Regions from separate parts of the Xenopus tropicalis genome. Here region 1 is linked to region 2. A link is a contact called in public Hi-C data. All regions are on one chromosome and are shown on one strand. Each heading gives the region's core, a stretch centred on a gene start, on an enhancer-like site or on the middle of the called end of the contact. The rest is flanking DNA. Distances are from core to core; before and after follow the strand shown.

Evidence for each region. Hi-C and Micro-C count contacts between places; a contact is called where the count stands out from the background.
Region 1: a contact with region 2 is called in a Hi-C map of liver, with 2.2 times the contacts expected there. The contact joins the promoter of btbd19 here to the enhancer-like site in region 2. A contact is called at or near these places in 2 of 5 Hi-C or Micro-C datasets (gastrula embryo and liver).

The regions. Positions count from the first base shown.
Region 1 is chr4:90,855,735-90,862,646 of UCB_Xtro_10.0, forward strand. It overlaps btbd19 (BTB/POZ domain-containing protein 19), which reads right to left and starts at 2,552. Exons shown (of 8, transcript XM_002937084.5): 1 at 1,862-2,552. The coding sequence starts at 1,971.
Region 2 is chr4:90,803,820-90,810,489 of UCB_Xtro_10.0, forward strand. No RefSeq gene overlaps it. Among named protein-coding and RNA genes, the nearest start is that of btbd19, 51 kb to the right of the region's middle. Within about 2 kb of position 4,667, at least 4 of the 11 cell types and tissues checked have an H3K27ac peak or open chromatin away from gene starts, as enhancers often do. A contact at or near this core is called in liver, where this site is marked.

The sequences.
Region 1 (6,912 bases), core at 1,302-3,801, 50 kb after region 2:
GTCTTCAAAAATGAAGGGCTTGTGGTTAATATTATTCCAATCATAATTTCAAATTGCATTAGTGTTCAGAACCTAGTGGACATGGTTTTAACCCTTCAGAGATAAAGGTATATACACAGCAGAGCTAGGCAGGGGAGAAATGCTGATGCAATATTATTTTCTCAGGTAAATCAAGGCACAAACATGAAACTATGTCAGACTTATTTTTCCACCTGCACAGCAAGTCATGCTGATATTTGCAGGTTTCCTTAGACAATTCGGAGAAATAAAGCCACAGTGTTGGTTGTTGTGAGGGCGAGTGAAAAGAAAGGAGGAGTAAAAGATGAATAGTGACAAGTGAAACTTGATTATTAACCCATTCTACACTATGCTAACTCTTGGGCGACACCACAGTGTCTCCAGCACTGTGTTAAAACTAATGTTCTAGTTTAATTTATGTCTCCCTTATTTTCAGTAATTACATTTAAGGAAGATAATCTGTGGTTGTTAAGGTCACTGTCCCCAGCAACTAACAACACTGTCATTCTGAGGCTTCAGTGTTATTGGTATCCTTATTTTACATTATTTATCTTTCTATTCAGTCTCTGCCCTATTCCATGTTGATTTCCAGGCTTATGCCTGGTTTGTAGGGTACCTAAAGAAATGCTGTCACGGGAAAACATGTTTTTTTCAAAAGAATCCTTTACTGAAATGCATTTTTCAAAAACACAGTTTTTTTTATATTTAATTTTAAAATTTCCACAACCATGTTACCTCTGCTCTCTTCCACCCCTCTTCCAGCAGCCAATCAGCAGAGCAATAGGAAGGTAGCAAGATAGCAGCTCCCAGTAGATATCAGAATAGCACTCAATAATTACATGGGAGTAGGAGAAACAATAGGTTATCAGAAAGCAGTTCTAATGTGTAGCGCTGGCTCTTTCTGAAAGCTCAGACTCAGGCACAAGGCACTGAGATGGCTGCCTACACACCAATATTACAACTAAAAAAATACATTGTTGGTTAAAGAATAACATTTTAAATGGTTGAGTGAATTATTTGCTATGTAAACAGTGTAATTCAAAAATAAAAAGTTTACCATAAAAATGATGACAGTATCCCTTTAAGGACTAACTTCCATATAGTGGTCTAAATTATACTCAAAACAAAAATGTGTTTACAGTACATCCCCTTTAGAATAATAGCACATGGGACATTTTTTCTGCTGCTGCCCTCCAGCAGAGAATATCAGCAGACCTTTTATAGGTCTTTTCACTGCGACCCCTATTGTTGCTGGTGGAAAGGCATTTCAGATCGGTTAGTCACCTACAGTAGCAGAGATCTATAGCGGGCAACTAACTCGCTTTGTGGGCCATCAGCATAAGGGCAGTGGCACCTGGGGAGAGGCGACTTCGGGAAATTGTGGCGACGCATATGCCAACCCACTGGCGATTTACATTCTTGCCGGTGTGACAGCATTGCGGGGAGATTAGTCGCCCGAAGACGAAAACTTGTCGCAGGGCAACTAATCTCCCTGTGTGCCACTGCCCTAAGGGAGTTTGATCACATGGTCTACGCCCTCTGATTTTATACTGTTACTGTGATACTATTAAAAACAATGGGCATGGAAATCAATATGCCAGCCAACGGCTCTATTGGGGTACTGTGTAGGGCCCTGCCCTTGCGTTTCACTTTAGAATGTATGAGGAGGAGGGGCACTCTAGTTTCCCATGACTTGTGAAAACACAGCGAGATAAGGGAGTGTAAATATTTATCAAAGAGAGGAAGGAAAAGTTCTGTAAAAACTATGTGAAGCATGAAGTTCACAACTATAAATCCAGTGTTTCTGCAGCGGTCAAATCACAAAGAAACCCATATCACTAACCTGAATAAAGGGTTATTTATGAGCTCCCTCAGAGAAGCAGAGAGGGAAGTGCTGTCTCTTTGCAGCGAGCCTGGCTCCTTATTCGTGGGAAAGTCAGGACTTTGAGACATAGTACGGCAGGGCCCAGCTGAGCACAACCGAGAGAGCCCGGCCCTGCGTGCCTCCCCACTCACTTATTCCTCCGAGTCACACACCCTCAGTTCCCGCTCCTCCTGATGCATTTTTCTTTCATTAGATCTTCCTGCAGCTCCCTCACTGTCGTCTCTTTACACAAACCGCCTCATTCCTAGAACTGTGGCCAAGTTCTGGAAGCGATTTACTTTACACAAATGCTGGCTGCACGGCTGCCCTCTCTTTCCTTTCTTGCCGAGGGTTTGTTTTGGAGCAGGGAAAAATACAAACCAGGCTTGGATCAAGCTGCCCTCATTTTAGTATATATTTATTTTGAGCGGGGTACAAAAAACTAATAAATGGTTTAGCTTTTCAGTGAATGTAAGAAGTGTTATTTTTTTTCATAAAAAATATATACTTGCAGGGAGATTGGGGCTGCCTCTGGGTGCATTTAGAGAAATCTCGTTTCTATGAATCTTAGAAAAGTTTTCCTCCTTCTTCCTCTTTGACTTTCTGTTTTAAATCAGTGAGTGTACATACCCAGGAGAACTCCTCTGTGGTATTTTCTAGTAATTTTTACCCACTAGGTTGGGTCACAAAATGAGCAGTTAAAGAGGAGCTCCGGCTTCCAAACCAAAATTTGTTAAAGAGCCCCACCCAACACAGAATCCTCTAAAATACCTATACCCAGGGCCAGAACTAGGGGTAGGCAGAAGAGGCATCTGCCTAGGGTGCAACGATTGGGGGGTGCCAGGCAGCCTCTCCTGCCTACCCCTAGCCCGCTCTCTTTAGTCATTGCCCCCGCCGCTTGTCCTTACGTGGTGGGGGCAATGATCCATTGAATCGCAACTCGAACCCCGCCCCCCCGCATTCAACTGCACATGCGCGCCAAAGGAGGGCGAATGAGGAGGGTGCAGGGGCAAGGTGGCTGACCGGGTTGCCTAGGGCGCCCGGTCAGCTTGGCCCGCCCCTGCCTATACCTATCTGTTCCTTCAAAAAGTATAAATAAATACAATTTGTATATGCTAAATACAGCTGCATAACAGTTCTCTTTCTGCATCATTTAAAATCCTGGGAAGGATGGAGGGACTAAAACATTGATGCTACAATTTGTAACAACTTTTCTACAGCATACAGACAGCATGCAGAAACTAAATAACCCACAATGCATTGTACTGTGATGTTCCTTTCCTTATTGACAAAGTGTGCAGGGAATTGAGGGACTTGGAGTAGGCAGGCTGAAGTCAGGCTGATGTTGATTTAGTTCCTAAGCTCAGTATCTGACAGTAGCACAGAGGCTACTGGGGGCATCTTTGTGGGCACATATATTCCCTTCTAAAGGGCTGTGGTTGCCTTGGGCTGGTACAGAAGCCCAAAGCATAATGTACAACATTTCTGCCCTACTTCTTTAGTTAGGCTTTAGTTCTCCTTTTAAGATCAAGTGCAGGAGAAAATGGTCAGTGACTGACAGTATGGCTGTAGATCTTTGTGGCTTAGGTCTAGGGAGGCACCTAATCCAAAATTTAGGATTTGGCCAAACACGAAATCCTTCACAAAAGATTTGTCAAAATACTGAACTCTAATTTGCATATGAAAACTTTAAAAAAATATATAAATATTGTGTCACCTGTAAAAAAAGGATTGTCTTGCTTTGGCTAAACACAGTGTTGGACTGGCCCACCAGGATCCCAGGAAAACTCCCAGTGGGCCCAGGTGTCAGTGGGCCCTCATGCTCACCCAACCATTTGCTTTGTATGCCTATACCATGGTAATTTCTCATTTATATATGGGAACAAAGAAAAGAAATGAAAGGATGGATAGGTAATAACATGTACAAAGAAGTTATTAAGAAAAAAAGAAGGTGAGTTAAGAGTGAAGGAAAAATTGTTTGAAGAGTGGGCCCACAATCTAAGGTTTTCTGGTGGGCCCTGCCGCCCCAGTCCAACACTGGCTAAACAGATCTGGACAAACCACAAACCAAATCCAGAATTCAGTGCATTACTACTAAGATAAAAGAAAAAAACAGAATCAAGCCTAGTTACCAGCTTACCCTTATTTCCCAGGGATCCCTTGATTGTAAGTTAGACTTGCCTGCACAATTTGTAAAATCAGAAAACATGCTATGAACCTAAGTAAAGCGTAAGTGAAAGGGAATGAAGGTAAGATAGTGTTGTACCAGTGTGGTGGTGAAATTTTCTCTGCATAGTAACCCCCACCTGGGGAAAAAAGTTAGTGTTTAAATACATTAAGGAATGCCTAACACATAGACATCCCCCACATGTATTATCAAATGCTTGTCCTAAAAATTAAAAGCATAGTCTTATTTAATCAAATAAACTGCCTTTACATTAACAAGTTCATAAACTATTTCTAGGAAACATAGAGGACTGGAACACAAGGCACACCTATAATTGTAAAGCTGTTGAGTCACAAGGTTAAGTCCAGTGAAAAAGAGCGGTGTAGTATCCCTTAAAGCATTTTTAAACCCTTAGGTTAGGCTTAGTAAGAGATGGCATTGGAATATGGAATGATACGTGCTGTGGTATTGGCTACTAACATGGAATGTTTGCCAGAGTTAAAAGATCTTATGGTATTAACATGCTGGAGTTGTGCATCTCTTATATAAGGATACCAAGGTACAGGGGACAGAACTAGATTTTCTTGCTGCCATCTGGACCCTTTTACTGCTGTAAAGTGGAGATGCCTTTATCTTGTTAATTTATAATGTAAATGTTCCCTTGTGCTGTAGCCTGCAATGTACATTTTTGGGTTTGATCATACTTCAAAACATTTCTTGACCTTCTGGACTTAAATGGTTAATAGCATATGTTTTCTTTTGCTGTTACTAGGAGAAGGCTGCAATAAGTACAGGAACTATTGTAACAGAACAAATAGCAGATATATATAACCCCTTTTCAAAGCAGCTGCCAGTGATTCAATTCTTTTTTTCTGCCTGACTGCACCCTTCTGACGACCTGTTCATCCCACATTTTGCATATAGCTCTGTAAGGCCTTTCATATTTCATATTTCAGTGGAAAGTATATACTCACATGTGTACAGTACTATGAATACGTCAATGTCACATTACAAGGTGCTATCTAACTAGCAGTGAGCCTGTGACTTATAGATCTGGTTCTATATTTAACATGTATACTGTTCTGCACTGGCCAACTTGCCCATGTGTATTCAGGAGATTCTTTATTGCCATAACCTACAGTATATGAGTTTCTTATTGTTTTGTGAATAAGTTTCAGTTTGCCTGCTAAATTTGTACAGCTTTTAAATAAGAGAAGGGCAGGACAACTAAAAAAATATTTTTTCTCCAATTGTCTTTTTTCTGTAATATTTTAAATTACAATTAAAAATACTAATCACAGAAAAACTACCAGTATTACTGCATTTTACAGGTTTTATGCACCCAACTGCTTAGCAATGAAAGGTTTTCACATACAGTGGAGGAAATAATTATTTGACCCCTCACTGATTTTGTAAGTTTGTCCAATGACAAAGAAATGAAAAGTCTCAGAACAGTATCATTTCAATGGTAGGTTTATTTTAACAGTGGCAGATAGCACATCAAAAGGAAAATCGAAAAAATAACTTTAAATAAAAGATAGCAACTGATTTGCATTTCATTGAGTGAAATAAGTTTTTGAACCCCTACCAACCATTAAGAGTTCTGGCTCCCACAGAGTGGTTAGACACTTCTACTCAATTAGTCAACCTCATTAAGGACACCTGTCTTAACTAGTCACCTGAATAAAAGTCCACAGAATCAATCAATCAAGCAGACTCCAAACTCTCCAACATGGGAAAGACCAAAGAGCTGTCCAAGGATGTCAGAGACAAAATTGTAGACCTGCACAAGGCTGGAATGGGCTACAAAACCATTAGCAAGAAGCTGGGAGAGAAGGTGACAACTGTTGGTGCGATTGTTCGAAAATGGAAGGAGCACAAAATGACCATGAATCGACCTCGCTCTGGGGCTCCACGCAAGATCTCACCTCGTGGGGTGTCAATGATTCTGAGAAAGGTGAAAAAGCATCCTAGAACTACACGGGAGGAGTTAGTTAATGACCTCAAATTAGCAGGGACCACAGTCACCAAGAAAACCATTGGAAACACATTACACCGCAATGGATTAAAATCCTGCAGGGCTCGCAAGGTCCCCCTGCTCAAGAAGGCACATTTGCAGGCCCGTCTGAAGTTTGCCAATGAACACCTGAATGATTCTGTGAGTGACTGGGAGAAGGTGCTGTGGTCTGATGAGACCAAAATATAGCTCTTTGGCATTAACTCGCTGTGTTTGGAGGAAGAAAAATGCTGCCTATGACCCCCAAAACACCGTCCCCACCGTCAAGCATGGGGGTGGAAACATTTTGCTTTGGGGGTGTTTTTCTGCTAAGGGCACAGGACAACTTATTCGCATTAACGGGAAAATGGAAGGAGCCATGTATCGTGAAATCCTTAACGACAACCTCCTTCCCTCTGCCAGGAAACTGAAAATGGGTCGTGGATGGGTGTTCCAGCACGACAATGACCCAAAACATACAGCAAAGGCAACAAAGGAGTGGCTCAAGAAGAAGCACATTAAGGTCATGGAGTGGCCTAGTCAGTCTCCGGACCTTAATCCAATAGAAAACCTATGGAGGGAGCTCAAGCTCAGAGTTGCACAGAGACAGCCTCGAAACCTTAGGGATTTAGAGATGATCTGCAAAGAGGAATGGACCAACATTCCTCCTAAAATGTGCGCAAACTTGGTCATCAATTACAAGAAACGTTTGACCTCTGTGCTTGCAAACAAGGGTTTTTCCACTAAGTATTAAGTCTTTTTTTGTTAGAGGGTTCAAAAACTTATTTCACTCAATGAAATGCAAATCAGTTGCTATCTTTTATTTAAAGTTATTTTTTCGATTTTCCTTTTGATGTGCTATCTGCC
Region 2 (6,670 bases), core at 3,417-5,916:
GTCTCCAAGGTGCCATAGTCCCACACTCTAGTCTGGATGGACAAATGCCCTCAATTCAGTCCCTGGCAATATGTCCCTTTCCCAAAAGCTCTTTAACACCCCAAAGTACCTCTCCCTTTGGATAAGTTGCTCCCATGTAGCAGGCTCATGAAAAACACCTGTCCTCACACAGGGGACACACTGATTGCATGAGGCATCCATAGCAGCTGAACAAGACGCAGAACAATCTCTATATGAGGCTGGAGCTCAAGACTTGTCCCAAGCGAGGCATCCCGCAGCCTTTAGTGCTCCTGCCAGCTCCTTTACTTTCCACACAGCACTCTTACTCTCTGTAAAAAACCCAAAATACGAATGTGAAAATTCACCATCTGAAAGCTTTCGAGTTTCTAGAAGTCAATTGGAGTCAGCAAAGTGAAGTCATATTTTCAATTTGAGATATTCGAGTTGTGTAAACTCGAAAATTCAAGGTATTCAAGTTTTTTTATTTGAATGCGTTTTCCTTATGAATAAATAAGTGAGCATTTGATATGCAAGTTTATTCAATTTAAAAAAAACAAATCGAATTTTACAAAACTTCAGGTCCCCATACACGGTAAGATCCACTCGCTTGAAGTTAAAAAAAAAATAATCCGATAGTTTAGCCCGGATTATGTAGGCGGCAATGGGCAGGGCCGGATTTGAAAACCGCCCGCCCAGAGGCCGCCCCCGGTCGCACGCCCCCCCCGCCCCGAGTGCGCATGCGTGCGTGACCAGCGGTAGTGCGCATGTGTGAACGGGGGGGGGCGGTGCAAACGGGCATGCGCTGTGGGCCAACTTGCATACGGAGCAATGGGGAGAAGTCCCCATTTCTCCGTATGGGAGCACACATTTCAAGATTTTTGTGCGGCTGGGCGGCATGCCCCCCCCAGATTTCTGCCGCCCTAGGCCCGGGGCCTTTGTGGCCTCTCCACAAATCCGGGCCTGGCAATGGGGCAGTCGGTTCAGGGACCGCATCAACGAGCTGATGTGGCCCCCGATCCGACTGAATCTTTTAACCTGGCCAATTTCAGGCCAGATATCGGTCGGCCAGCCCGCTCGTTTCTGCCCCTATACGGGCAGATAAGCTGCCGAGTCGGTCCAAGGGACTGATATCGGCAGCTTCTATTGGCCCGTGGCCTTTAATTGTGGATACTATGAATTGGGCTAAAAATACAGACCATGAACACATTTTGCTGAAAGAGTCTTCTCAGTCAATTAAATCCATACAGTAATAAAGTAAAATAAATTGTATTAAAACATTGGAATATGATTAAAATGGATTGGTGGGATGGCATTCGCGGTGACGCAATTTGAAGAAGTCACCAAAGTTTCCTTGAGAGGAAACTTCAGCAACTTCAGCAAATCACGCCACGGCGTATGCCATCCCACCGGCGATTTACATTCTAGCCGGCGGGATGGCATTTCGGGGAGATTAGTCGCCCACGGCAAGGGAGATTTGGGCGTGACTAATTTCCCCATGTGACGCAGCCCTTAGACAGAGACTGCTCACAAACAGGCTCCATGCACCACATAAGGTGAACTTGTCTCATTGTAACTAGATTTTGGATCTGGGTGTACAATGTTATCTATTCTTTATTTCAGTTTAATATTAAACATGACCCTCCACATACTCTCTTAACTGGATTATGTTGGATTAAAATGACCAGTTTTCTTCTCCACACTCCACACAATTTCTGTAGCTTTTGAATGCAATACAGACACCCCAATCCAAAATCTAATCTCTTGCTCTCCCTGTAAATGTACTTACCTGAGATCTTCTATGTTTAGCTGGTGGGACAAACCCTGGACCACTAAATTGCCTAATTTTCTTTTCTATAGAAACAAGCTGCACAAAAATTGGTGTTTAATTCAACTTTCTTGAAGACGGCTTTAGTCTAAGCCAAAACATTGAATTAAACACCATTTTTTTGCTTTTGCTTTGTTTGTGCTTACTATATATATGTGTGTGTGTGTGTATATATATATATATATGGAAAAAAAGACCAGCAACACCGGATCTATTACAAGCAATCAATTATATATTGAAAAATACATGAACAGCCAACGTTACGTTTCGGTCCCCGTCAGGACCTTTCTCAAGGCAACCATGCTTTCCAACCCTTTGACCCATTTATACCCATAGTGACCAAACAAACAGGAAATGACATCAATGCAAACATGCCATAAAGTGACTATTGCAGTAAAGTGAGCAGTCGATGCTGCAAAGTGATCCGTGCAATAAATAGTAATTGTAAAAATGTTGAAAGTGAATGATGAGTGCTCAAATACAAATCATGATGTTTAAAATATCATACGGCATCAATAAAGTGAAACAGTGAAACAGCCAATCTCCTACTTATATGGTATATTGCTTTATATTGCATACAATGTGTACGAATTACCTGTGTGTATATAAAAAAATCGTACAAAGTGATCACCCAATAATACATTATTGGTGCACCCTACTTCATATCCCACAGTGTCCTCAATACCATATAATTAAAAACACCATATCAATAAAATCAAATATACATAAATACGCTGCGCCAGCTAATCCAAAAAAATTCCTTTCCTGATAAATGGGGGCCCCCAATTATATTTAGAATCTATCTAAAAAATACTATTACCTAGTCACAGATTATATTCTCTTACAACAAGATGCAACAACCAGAAGAATCACATAATTAATAACCATATATATATATGAAGAAATGCATTAATTAATTCTAATAAACAAAATGCATTTGCACAGAAGTATTCACAGAAAACAATTCAAGGACAGAGAGCTATTCAGGCCCCTAGGGGCCACGCAGTCCAATTCATACCTCCAAAACGCTTCCCTTTGTAGCAAAATGTGATCAATGTCCCCACCTCTTTGTAGGCCTGAAATACAGTCAATTGGCATACACTTAAAAGATGATACTGGATGCCTAGCATGTAACCAATGCTGTGCCACTGGTTGTTTAGATATGTCCTGTTTACCCTCCTTCTTCACAGGTTTAGGGTCCAAAGTAGCCCTAATAGTGGCCCGGTGCATATTTATCCTTTCTTTCAACTGTCTGCAGGTTTTCCCGCAGTATATTAGCCCACATGGGCATTTAATAATATACACCACATTGCGTGAAACACACGTAAGCCTGTGTCTGATGATGTATGATTTACCAGTGTGTGGATGATAAAAAGTATCCCCCGTTATTAAAGTGTTACACATAACACAATTACCGCATTTAAATACTGCCATTCTGTTCACGTAAGTCTGCGTAAGATACTTGCTTACCGGATCCGCAGGGGACAAAAGTATTTGTATTCCTTTTGTATCCAAACCGGATCCATTTGCGGTTAATTGTTGTCAATTCTGTATCAGTCTTAACTATAGGCCAATGCTGTAATATAGATTTTTTAATCAGCGGGGTGTGCACATCATAAGTGGTCATATAACACAAAACATCATCATCTACAGTACACCATCATCATAATCCAGTTTATGCCTCAAAGTTATCTCTCGATCTAGTGATGCAGCCCATGTCTTAGTGTTACTTAGTGTTACCCCCTCTCCAGGAATCTTATTTCCATATCATCCAATGCCTTTCGCCTTTCCTCTTGCTTACTTGTTACCCTACATCTGCGATTTGGGCAATGAATCCAGAAGATGGCGTGGATGGCTGCTGGTGTAATGCAATAACGAATTCCTGTCCGTGGGTTTCTGGAATAACTTTGTATGGAGCTGATTATTTATTAAACCTTTATACACAGTCACGTCCAAAAAATCTATGCTGTGTTTATCCCTGTGTACCGTAAACCTTATACTTGAGGGTACAGTATTTAAATCTTGAACAAATGTCAAAAGCTCCTCATCCATACCAAAGGAAAAACAGGTCGTCTATGTAGCGCCTAAAGTAACCACCATATTTACGGAAAAGCGGGTGACAATAAATGTTTTGAGTCTCGTACCAATACATAAAAATGTTGGCATAAGTGGGCGCTACATTGGACCCATTGCGGTCCCGGCCAGTTGAAGAAAATAACTCTCCTCAAATTTGAAGTAATTGTTATACAAGATAAACTCCAGGAGAGACAAAATAAATTCCACTGGTGGTCCAGCATACCTAGGGTTATTGCTTAGAAAATCTCTGACGGCATGTATACCTGCATCATGTGGAATGCATGTGTATAAGCTATGTACATCCATGGTAACAAAAAGGAAATCCTTATCCCCAGTCTCAATGCTACTGATCACATGTAAAAAGTCTGTGGTATCCTGTATATAAGATCCCAATACCCTGCAAAATCATATCCACATATTTGGCTATTTTTTCATATATGGCTATTTTATATATATATATATATACACTTTGGATGTTTTAACAGTCACATGCTGCCCTCTGCTGGTATTTCTAAAATAAATTGCCTGTACTCCAAAGTATTTTTTTGTTTCATCAGAAAGAACTACAAAGGAATGATCCAGATTTATTCAGCAATCTAACATATACTAACTGCAGTTCCAAATTGAGGACTATGATACATTTAAACCAAAAAAAGTAAAAGATCCTCTACAACATATTAACATTGGGTTCTACTGTTCTGGCACTAAGCAAGGTGCTTTTACTGGGACTTGCCTGTAATTCCTTCTTATTTCCAGGTAGTGGCACTGTGGTTGCATGCTGTGCACTTCCAATAGCGCTATCCACCAGGAGCGTGAATTCTTGGTGCTGTGAAAGAGACTGGGGAGAAAAGGTCATGTTGCTAAAACTGCAACAAACTTTATACATTTCATTTCTTATAAAAAAGAAAGAAAGAGGCAGAACATGCTAACAGGGTTATGTAATAAAAGGCACTAAGTTTGCCTAGGAACAGTAACCTATAGCAACCAATCAACAGGAAGCATTTACTAGTCACTTGTTCAAAAGCAAACATCTTACTGGTTGCTGTAGGTTACAGCTACTGGGCAAACTTAGTGCCTTTTATTACTTAGTAAGTTAACTTTTAGTATGTTAAAAAATATTCTGTTTTTTGAAAATTTTCAGTTGATCTTCATTTTTTTTTTATTTCTTACAGTTTTCTTTTAATTATTGCCTTCCTCTTCTGCCTTTTACAGCTTTCAAATGAAGGTCACTAACTCAAAAAACTATTGCTCTGCAAGGCTACAACTTTATTTTTACTTTTTATTATTCATCTATTTGGGCCCACTCCTATCCATCTTCTATTCTCTCATTCAAACCGCTGCCTGGTAGCTAGGTTAAATTGTGCCAGCAACCAGATAGCTGCTAAAGTAACAAACTAAAGAGCTGCTGAACAAAAAGCTAAATAATAAAAAAAAAAAATACATACAACAAAATGAGCAACTGCAAATCATCACAGAACATCATAAAATCATAACAATGCCTGGAATCATGCCAAAAGTCTGGAATCAGTTTATAAACTATTTGCAAAGCCACTAATTGTTGTGGGGGCAGAATTGCCATGTTAGTAAACTGCAATATTTCTTATAAGAAAGATTGTGACAAAGTAGTGTTGACAAAAGTTTTTTTGCCAAGCGTCCATTGCAAATTATTTGAGCACTTTGAATTAATCTTTATTTATGGTTTATCTGGGATCTGTGACATCAGGTACAACCCATGTAATCCCATGCCTTTTCAGAGGGCTTTCCCACACTGGTATTCTCATCAGTTTGTGCCAGGCTGGGGATGTCCTCGCACAGTGAACTGCACCACTGTAATTTTTTTGCTGACAGTCACCTGCTCTGACTAACCTAGCATTTTGGGGAGAATAGTCACCCGCGGTAGCTGAGATTAACTACAGGCGACTAAAAAACGGCACACACGTCACAGAAAAAACGACTTCAGAAAATGAAGTTACGCGTATGCCTTTCCACCATTGATTTACTTTATTGCCAGTGGGAAGGCATATTGGGGAGATTAGTTGCCCATGGTGGCCTAGATTAACTGTGGACAACTAATGGGGTTACCTTCTTTTTGCTAAATTTATACTGGCCAAGCAGGGGGCATGTTTCAGAAGGTGCAGGTCTGTGATGTCAGGGGTGGGTCTGTGATGCAATTGGGGACATATTAGTAATTTGTAATACTGACTCCAGCCTTGGCTGGTATTTTACTAGCTAGGCCAGTAAAATACTGGCAGGGTGGCAAACATATGAACTAACCTCCCCATGGGCTATGGACCTGAGAACTGACCTAGCAGACCCAAGCAGCACGTTGTTTAATTTTATGGTGGATTCTCCGTCAATTCACTTACAGATCACTCAATACAGATCACTCAAGCCAAGGAGTTTGATCTCATCTGCATTTAGTCATATATAAGTTAAAGTTCTTGTTGGTCTTTTCTGTTCGAGCCAGAATTTGAGATACAATCTTTCATACATACGAATAGGAAAACATTGGTGCCATAACTGGCAAAATTTCAAGAATATCTAGGACAATAAAGATCTTCTGTTGCCTAACCCTAGTCTGGGTCCTTATTCCCCCTTATTCACCCATAACCTACCCCACAGTCAATGAGTGGGGTTGGGGTGAAGTGGCCAGCCAGGTTGCCTAGGGTGCCTGACAGGCCTGACATGCTTCCTCTGTAATGAACTCCTGCACACTGCTAGTGTATAAAACAGGCAGGATATGTGTCCTTATGTGGATCACCAATGCAA